Regions from separate parts of the Mus musculus genome. Here region 2 is linked to region 1. The links are chromatin contacts, called in public HiChIP or PLAC-seq maps. All regions are on one chromosome and are shown on one strand. Each heading gives the region's core, a stretch centred on a gene start, on an enhancer-like site or on the middle of the called end of the contact. The rest is flanking DNA. Distances are from core to core; before and after follow the strand shown.

Region 1 (4,934 bases), core at 887-3,386:
CCTCTCACTGAACCTTAACATCACCGATTAGCTAAGACTGGCTGACCACTGAGCTCTTGGGTTCAACTTCCGTCAGCTTCCTCAGTGCTAAGATTACAGATGAGCTCCACCATACATTTTATGATGGTGCCAAGGGTACTCCTCAGGGTCCTGCATTCCTCCACAGGCAGCAAAGTGCTCACGGAGCCATCTCCTAGACCCAAGTCATATTTGAAAAGGTCCAAGACCTTAGATTAGACTATTAACCCTAGTATCACAGCTTTTGCATAAGTCTGCTCTTTGAGAATATCAAGTTGAATAGCTAGGCCTTTGACTTTATCCATTTTAGGGGGCAGAAACTAGTAATAAAAAAAACCCTGAAATTACAAATCAGGGCAGGTGATTTGTGCTTGTAGTTCCTGCCCTGTACTGGCAGATAGGCTAGGAGTTGAAGGTCATGCTCAGTTACCTAACAAGTTTGAGGCTAACCTGGCTACAGAAAATCCTGTCTTTTGAAAAAAAAAATTCTGAGGTGCCAGCACACCTTTAATCCCAGCACACAGGAGACAGATGCAGCTGCATAGACAGCCTGGTCTACTTAGTGAGTTCTAGGACAGCCAAGACATAGAGAACTCCTGTTTCAAAAAACCCCAAAATGCAAACATACATACATGAAAACCTAGAAATACATACATATATACATAACACATACGTACATAATACAATAGTAATAATGAATAGAAATAGATAATAAAGTAAAATAATTAAGATTATACATTGAAATGAGTGCCATATTGGAAAATCCTTGTTTTTTATTTATATTTAAAACTATTGACTGTTGCTCAGTGGTAGAGCACTTACTAAGCTCTGGATTTCATTTACACACACACACACAAACACACACAGATGCACACTACACACGGAAACACACACACACACACACACACACACACACACACACACATCACATACACAGACACACACACCACACACATGCACAAATACATCACACACAGAAACACACACATGTGCATGTACGTACATACAGACGCACACAGACACACACGCAGTCCTCTGCTTGATCTAATCACTGAGAAGTATCAGTCTGTTATTCACCGAATGGCTTGTGTTTTTTCCATAATGGGGTTTTCTTTCCTCTGTTGCTTCTGTACTTTGAAAATGAACCATTTTCCTGAGCTAATGAAATAGTCTTTTTTTTTTTTTTTTTTTTTTTTTTTTTTTTTTTTTTTTTGAGACAGGGTTTCTCTGTATAGCCCTGGCTGTCCTGGAACTCACTTTGTAGACCAGGCTGGCCTCCAACTCAGAAATCCTCCTGCCTCTGCCTCCCAAGTGCTAGGATTAAAGGCGTGCGCCACCATGCCAGGCATTAATGAAAACGTCTTAAAGATCAGAGACCTTATTGGGCATGGTGACGAATGCCTTTGATCTAGCACATGGGAGGCAGAAGGTGATAAACCTCCAGGAATTTGAGGCCAGCCTAGTCTACATAGTGTGTCTCAGGCCATCCTGGACCACACACTGAGACACTGTCTAAAAGAGATGGAGGTGGGTGCTGAGAGATAGCTCAGTGACTAAGAGCACTTGCAGAGGACTCAGCTGCCATTCCAAGTACCCCCATGATGGTCCAAAAACATCTGTACCTCCAGTTCCAAGGGCACCCAGTGCTTACTCTGACCTCTGAAGGCACTGGGTGCACTAACTTACATGCAGCAAATCAGCCATACACATATGAAGAACCTAAAAAACAAGATACAAGACCTTTGCTCCTTGAGCATCCTGTAAACCTCTAGTCACTCACTGCCATGGAATCTTCAGGTGGCCTCAGGAGAAGTGACAGCCGTCACTGCAGTTGGAGACACAGAGCTCTGGCTTCTGCTGGCATTTGTATCCCATTATCTTTCCAGGAATGCAATAAAAATGAAATCTAGTTCACACCATGTAGCAAATATCTGCGGAGCTCCTACCTGCCGTGACACGGAGGGCTTGGTGCTGAGGAAACCGGAAATGAACAAATGAGGGCTGAAGCGCTAGAGCAGGAGGCACGTTTACAAGCGTCTGTAGTTTGTACAGTGAGTGTTGTAATTCGAGTGTTAACAAAGCGCTAAAGGGAAGCTGCTAGGCAGGAGACCCTTCCTGGGCCTGGAGCCAGCTGGGTTGGGTCCAGACTTGAATTTGAGAACTTAGGCGCTGCATTCTTCCAGGGTACCTTGGAGCAGGAAGAGCCAGCGAAGCAAGCAGGAACATGAGGACGGGAACTGGGGAACAACCTCTAGGCCAGGTGTTTGGACTTCAGCGGTGTGGGGAACTATGCTGTGCGTTGTGATGTTGGCAGTATTGTTGCCCTTTCCCTACTAGACACCCCCAACCCATATAGTTTAAATATTTCAGAACATCTGCAGACAGATGAATGTCTCAGTTGAGACTCTCTAATCTAATCCTGTGGTTTTTCTCCCTTGGTTGCATTTTAAAATCATCTGCAAACTAGGGCTGGAGAGATGGCTCAGCCAGTAGAGGCTGGGCTCACAACCAAAAATATAAAATCTTGTACAAACCAGGGCATAGTGGTGTGTGTCTTTAATTCCAGCACTTAGGAGGCATTGGGCCTCTGTGATTTTGAGGCCAGACTGGTCTAGATAGCAAGATCCAGGACAGCCAAGGCTATATACTGAGACCTTGTCTCAAAAAACAAGAAAAAAAAATTAAACCATCTGTAGAACTTTCCCTCAAGACCTGTTAAATTCAAATCTCCGTGATGTCCTGAACATTATTTTATTTCCATTTTTGTTTTAAAAAGCATTCTGTATGTTCAGTTTATTGTGGTTTCTATTTAGACAGACTCTTATTATGTAGCCTAGGCTGGCCTCAAACTTTCAGTTCTCCTGCCTCAGCTGAGTACTGAAATGATTCCCGAGTAGTCTTAGGGTACAGTCAGGTGCGAATTCTTTGTTAGGTAGACGTCACCCTGCATCTGGGTGATCATCACAAGTCTGACCAAGGAGCCACTCTGCCGGATGCTTTCTTGAATATGCTCGATCCCCTCTAAACTTTCCACAGCTCTTGCATATAGATGCTAAAACTGGGAAGTTGAAAATAAAGGAAGTGAGTCTTGGGGAATTATGGTGGTCACTGGACTTCTTCCCCACGCATGCGGCCTGCTGCCAGCCAGCCATCCTCTTATAGACAATGGCAAGATCAGAATAACAGGCAGTGCAGAAATGGAAATGTTCCCTGTCCCGTTCTTAGCCTTCTCTGCCTAAAAGGTTTTTAACCTTTTCCACCCTCCTCACAGAGCCCGGCCCCAGCCTCCCGCAAGGAAGGTTGCTGTGGCCTGTGCTGTGAGGTAGACTCATGGGTCCTGGGGCACACTGGCTGTTCTGGCCACAGCCACATTTCCAAGAAGGAACTGAAACACAGGTGATTAAGTTTTGCTCAGGGTGCTAAGTCAGCAGCAGAGGTGGGACTTGAACGCAGGCAGCCCACCTCCAGTCAGCCCCGTCAAGAGCACATTCGCACTGCACTGCCTCACCTGCCAACCGACCTTAACATGGTCACTAGTGAGACGGGAAGAAAACCGACCTCGTGAGGATGGAATACATGCATTTGGGTAGTTTAAGGGATTTGAAGTGGATATTTTGAGTAAATGAGTGTTTCCTTTCCTGGCTCACCTTTAGTAAACAACCTGTGAGAGATGCAATGCTAACTATGTCTGCTGACACTGCCTGCCTGCTGTAAGCCTGTCTACCAGTCTGGAAGGGAGCCAGCGACTTTGTGAGTCTGGATCTTATTTTAATGTCAAGGTCTAGCTGCCTACAGCTCAGTGCCACTGTCATGTGAGATTACAGCTGAGTTGGAAGTGGTTCTCACAGGTGGCTTCCTAGTGACTGTCCTGCAAGTGATCCCTCTCCCACCAGGTTCACCTGTCATCCTCTCTCCCCATCCTCAGTTTAGCAGACTCTGTATTCTGTCTAGTCCTTCATAGCTACCTTTCCCCTGCCTCTCTTTGTTTTTATATAACTACATTTTTGTATAGCCTAATATATTGACAGTCTTTAAAAATGCTCTTCTGCACATAAACTTGAAAGTAGAGTGTTTATCATGCATAAAATGTGTGCCTTTATGAGGTTGATGATGCAGGGAAAGGAAACGTTCCATGTCAAGGACTGGTGTGGGATTAAATCACTCAAGACCCGTCTTAGTTAGGGTTTTACTGCCATTACCAGATACCATGACCAAGGCAACTCTTATAAGGACAACAATTAATTGGGGCTGGCTTATAGGTTCAGAGGTACCATCTGTTATCAAGGCAGAAGCATTGGAGCATCCAGGCAGGCATGATGCAGCAGGAACTGAGAGTTCTACATCTTCGTCTGAGGGCTGCTCGTGGAAGACTGACTTCCAAGCAGCTAGGAGTAGGGTCTTAAAGCTCATGCCCAGAGTGACACACCTATTCCAGCAAGGCCACACACACTCCAAAAAAGGCCACTCCTCCAAATAGTGCCACTCTCTGGGCCAAACATATACAAACCATCACAAGACCTAAGGATTCTTTCAGAAAAACAACGCTTCACTTAAACATGGGCATCTTTGATTTTTCTCCAAGCAAAGAATTACTTTAAGGATGCAGAACAGGCATGAGGCTGAAGCTCAGTTGGTAGAGTGCTTGCCTAGTGCGCATGAAGGATGCATTTATAGATCCAGTCCCCAGCACTGCATAGACAGGGTGTGATGGTGCATGGCTAACATCTCCGTACTCCAGAGGTGGAGGCAGGAGAATGACAAATGCAGAGTCCTTGGTTACTTTATACCTACATAGCAGGTCTCAAAAGAAGGCTGCAAAACAAAGGGCTATTTATGTCTTTTCTTTTTGCTGTTTTCTCACTTCTAGTTGATGATTATGATTTTCTGTAATTATAATACAACATAAATTATATTAA
Region 2 (4,862 bases), core at 663-3,162, 92 kb after region 1:
CGCTCTCTCAGTGGAGGACCCCTCTTGCTGGGTCCACTCTTAAATGCCATTCCCCACAAGTCCTGGTCACTTTATTTTCCAGGCAGCCCTGTCCCAGCAGGTGTAGTAGGTATTTGCTCACTTAGAGAGTTTCTTCCTCTACTTCTCTGCGCACTTCCATGGCCCCCCCTCCAGTCTGGACCTTTTCATTTTACACAAGATATTTCCTTTAGCACTCGGATATGTGTTCACCACATGTGTTAAAAACCAACCAACCAACAACCCAGTAAACATTAGAGTCTATCTTTATAAAGAAAGCCCTCTTCTTGGCTGCCTGGGCCCCAAACTTTAACTCCTTCCCATCCCATCTTCCCCTCTTGCGACCCAGCTGACCCTTTTTAGACTTAGAAGCGAGAGGATCAGGGAAACAGTGTTCACAGCCCAGATAGAAAACTAGCCCAGAGGAGGGTTTCCAACCAACAGATGCCAATTTGCATTCTATTTACATGTAATTTGCATGCAGTTTAACTCCAAGTGCGGTTATTCCCAAAGCTCTGAGTGCCCACCAAAGAAACTTAGGAAATAACGTTCTCAAGTGCTTTGTCTACGGGGTGTGCTTAGCCTCTTCTGCATCCTCTTGTCTTTGTGGGGACCCCCGGAGCTTTCTGGACGCTGCTCAGGTGCCCCCACCCCGGCGCAGTCCGGCGGCCGATGCGGCGCGTGTGCTTGGGGGCCCCAGGCAGGGACGATGGTGCCCGCCACACTCCCGGGGCCTTTGTCCCTCTTCCAAAGAGCCGCCCCCTTGGCGAACAGAAGAAGAAGGGGGTAACTGGCTAGGCCGAGCTAGAACAGGGGGATGAACACTCTGATCTGGGGGCGTCCTCTGGAGCAAGGTCGGTGGGCCGATCCAAAACTGTTTAATCAGCTACCGCCGGCCAAGGAGGGGTGCTGGATCCTCATCTGTGCTCATCTCTCCCACCAGGTCCATGAAATGTGTGGGGTCCTTTGGGGCTTCGAGCCCCAGTCCCCTAGGAAGAGGGGACGTTGCACTGGGTAGTCCTTACCCCTAGCCTGGCTGCTTTCCTCAGAGGCCCAAGTGCCCTCGCCTGGGATAGAAATTCTTCCGCTTCACCATAAGCAGCCGCCCCTAGATTGCCAGCCCACTATTTGTCCCCCAGCTTCAGATTCCCTCCCTGTGGTGCCCACCCTCTCGCGCCTTTTTCCAAGAGTGCGTGGCCACTGCGGGCTGCAAGCTGGGTTCCCCAGACCCTGCGGCAGGTGAGATTTCAGGTCTCCAAAGGCCGGCCCCTGCCTCAGGCCATGTAGTGCTTAGTTCAGGACCAGCACCCTGGCTGTCCTCGCACCCCACCAACCGCCAGGCCCCCTGGAACCTGCAGGCGACGTCCCTCACAGGGGTCACTAGCACAGGGCCAGATTCCCCTTTATTCCCAGACGCTTGTAGTCTGTCCTCACCCCGGACCATAGTCAGAGCCTTAGTTCGTGGATTCCCCCACCAGATAAAGGTCCCCAAACCACTGCCCTCGGTCGGTCCAATGCGGCTCCTCTCCCGCCGCACTGTGGCACCCCTCACTCGAACCCCACGGCTTCTGCAGATGTACCCCAAGGAGGAGGAGGAGGGGGAGAAGGGAGAACAGAAAAAGCACGAGCCAGGATCCGCTCCGGATCTTTCCAAAATCACGGCGGGAAAAGTTTCTGGGGTCCCTACGGCGCCCTCCCCGTGCCCGCGCTGGCTGGTACTCACCGACCCTCGCGTCCCCGCAGCGCCGACGCTCCTGCTGGCCCTGGGCCCAAGTCACATCTCTGCAGCGCGCCCGCGGCCCCCGCTCCGCGCACGCCCGCCAGCCGAGCCCGCCTCACTGCATCGCCCTTCCGAGCTGCGGCCGCGCGAGGCGCCCCCTGGCCCGGCCCGCGCTGCAGCAGCCGCGGCCCCGCCTCTCCGTTAGGCCCCGCCCCAGCAAGCCCCGCCCCTGCCGGGTCTGCAGCTCTGCTCACCACCAGGACCAGAGCCACAGCTTGCTCGCATCCCCAGGCGCCTTCCTGGCTTGCTCGGAGCGCTAAGACGGCTTTCTCACCCAAAACTCCTGGTGCCCCAAATTCGAGGACATCTCCTCCTCCCTATTAAGAGTCCAGACGCACAGTTGCTCAGATTGATCTGTAGAAACATCCTCAGCCACATAGGACGCAATATTCCTACGAGGATCCTAGAGGGGCACTCCCCTCACACACCGGCAGCAGGTCTTGGACAAGGTTCTACTGCATGCGTTCTAAAGTCACCAAAGCCTCGCTGTGATGCACTTAGGAAGGTCCCCGATGAGCACATTCCCTGCCCTCTTCCACCCTGCTCCAGCCCGTCCTTTCCTCTTTAAGCACACTGAACCCAGCACCGATATCTTTGGCTATCCCAAACGTGACCATCACCGAGGTGACCTCCTCACGATGGTCCGTGTACAAGATCACCACCATCTCTTACACATCATTCACATAGGCACACACCCGCCACTCTCTTGGGCACACATACCTAGAGAGACCAGATTCTGGCTGTGCGCTGCACTGACGCTCAGGGCACAGATACCTCCAGTGACCACAGGGCAGGCATCGGACATACATGCTGGAGGAGTCTGGGACATCGCTCACCTGGCTGTCTGAGGTCAGCATCATCTAGGCTAGGCTTAGGGAGACTGCGCTTCGGCATCCCCTGCAGCGAGCTGTCAGTCTCGGGTTGTTCCTTACCTTTTCTTAGTCCCTGAAAGTCCTTTTCTCTCTTTCTTCAAGTTAGTTTTCTCCAGGGTCAGGCCACATAGAGCTTGGCTATGCGTCTCTGTGAATACACACACACACACACACACACACACACACACACACACACACACACACATATGTATATTTTAAGGACACATGTAAGGGACGTGCTCCTATGACACAGCCCTTCCCCATGTTAGCGACATTGTCCCGGCGCCAGAAACAGGGCTTGGTACACAGTAGGCGTTTGTTAAATGTTTTGCAGGACAAGGTCTTCCCAAGCTAGTACTGGTCAGACCGAAGAACTGGAACGTGGATGTGCACTGTCCCCTGGTGGTAGTTTGTGGAATTGACACCGACAGCTTTTAAACGTTTGCCTTCCTGGTCTTCAGGACCTCAACTGTGTAACCCAGACTGTTTTAATATGTGACCACTGGTGTACACCTGGAATACATTGTAAAGTTCTCCGCACAGGCATCTGGCCTTTGAAAGTTCCGTTCAGTGTTGGGTGAGAAACACCTGGCTCCATGTCCCAGAGGTCTAACTACTGCCATTTACAGAGTCAGAGCATCACAGAGAAGTTTCAAGTCCCTAGAGAGATGGCTGGGTGTGCAGGCTTGGAAAGAACTGCTCTGGGGACACTGGGATCTCCCAAGGGTGACATCTCTCTAGCGAGTCACTAACTCATGTGCTCACACGCTCAACCTAGGTCAGGCTGACCAAACAAATAAACTCCCAAACCAAGTATTTTCCCTGGTTCAACTTGTCACCTCAAAAATGATAAGGGCTGGGGGCTTTCCAGTGACACACAGTCTGTGGGACGTTGTCCATTGGTGTCTCCCACCAGACTGGAACTCAGTACCATCCAATTGGTTCTATTCAACCCTTGAGCACTTTCCCATAGACTACTACCATTGTGCAACTAAATGTTGTTGCTAGCGGTTATAAATGCACAGTGCATCTTATGTTCAAAAACATGCCTTGGGGGTTGGGAGCTATATCTTGATAGCAGAGTCCTTGCCTAGTCGTGCAAGAAAGCAATGGGTTTGATCCCCAACTCTTCATAAACCATGTGTGACAGCGTACAGCTCTAATCTCAGCTCCCAGGAGACAGAAGCAGGAGGGTCTGAAATTTAAAGTCATCCTTAGTTACATAGAGGCCAGTTAGACTTGTCTCAGGGTTTGGGGGATCCATGGGTCACATTTGTCCTTGTCCCATGTTCATCCCATCTCCTGCCCATGAGGAGGGCATGTCTCTCCAAGTATTTGTTGAACAAAAGGATAATTAAATTCCCATGTAAGAATGGCTATCTTGTGCCGGGCCTTTGAGCATGCTCTTTCCTCTGCAAACAAGGGGATTATCTCCCAGATGGGTGTGCTGCTCACGGCTATCCATCCCTGACTTTATTCATGGCATTTATGGAATTGTCTGTATCCCGAGTGTGACAAACAAAGGCTTGGAAAGCAGGTGTGTGTGTGTGTGTGTGTGTGTGTTTCTAGAAGTCTAAGGGGGTGGTTGGGGCAGAGGCAGGACTCAAATCTGGTTGGTTATATCTCACTCCCTTGCAAGTGATATGTCTGGAAACACTCCACGGAAAAGTGTCTAGAAGGTGGGGGTGGGGCAGCTGCCCGAGAGATCTTTTCATCGCCTTTTGTGATGAATGAGAACATCCTCAATAGACTCATGGGCATGCTCCTTTGGAGGTGGTGGTGGTTGGAGGAGGTTATGGAGCCTGATGGGGGACAATGTCACTAGGGGGCAGATCTGGAAGTTTATAGCCTCACCCTGCTTCCAGCCTGTTCCATCTGCTTCCTGTTTGCAGCTGAGATGTGACCTCTCAGCTTCCTGCTCCCGTGGCTATGCCTTTCCCACCATCTAAGTCCCCTGGAACAATCAACCAAACTCCTTTTCTTTATGTTTCTTGGTCACGGTATTTTACCAAAGCAACAGAAAAGTAACCAATTCAGCGCCCCTCTAATGAAGACTGGACACAGGACTTCAGTGTCTGCTAAGGACCAGTCTGTGCCAGCCACTGCTGGAGGCTTTGGGTCGGACATGAAATCTTTCTCTAAGGCTACCACATCTCTGAAGGAGGCTAACTTATTTCTACTGCAGGCTTGCA

Evidence for each region. HiChIP or PLAC-seq counts read pairs in DNA pulled down with a chosen protein or histone mark.
Region 2: an H3K4me3 HiChIP or PLAC-seq map of neural progenitor cells shows a contact between it and region 1, with 45 read pairs. The contact joins the promoter of Gprc5b here to the enhancer-like site in region 1. A contact is called at or near these places in 6 of 39 promoter capture datasets (the SN4741 cell line, embryonic stem cells, hippocampal neurons and 2 more), 1 of 15 datasets of contacts at CTCF or cohesin (the NIH/3T3 cell line), 45 of 484 Hi-C or Micro-C datasets (2-cell embryo, 8-cell embryo, the C2C12 cell line and 30 more), 27 of 115 datasets of contacts at active chromatin or transcription factors (the NIH/3T3 cell line, PVALB interneurons, SST interneurons and 19 more) and 4 of 9 other capture datasets (adipose tissue, embryonic stem cells, macrophages and 1 more).

The regions. Positions count from the first base shown.
Region 1 is chr7:118,900,980-118,905,913 of GRCm38.p6, forward strand. All of the region lies in intron 6 of Iqck (IQ motif containing K), which reads left to right. Among named protein-coding and RNA genes, the nearest start is that of Knop1, 47 kb to the left of the region's middle. Within about 2 kb of position 2,137, at least 68 of the 459 cell types and tissues checked have an H3K27ac peak or open chromatin away from gene starts, as enhancers often do. A contact at or near this core is called in astrocytes, bone marrow-derived macrophages, craniofacial prominence and 8 more, where this site is marked.
Region 2 is chr7:118,993,299-118,998,160 of GRCm38.p6, forward strand. Gprc5b (G protein-coupled receptor, family C, group 5, member B) reads right to left here and starts at 1,913. Exons shown (of 4, transcript NM_022420.2): 1 at 1,742-1,913.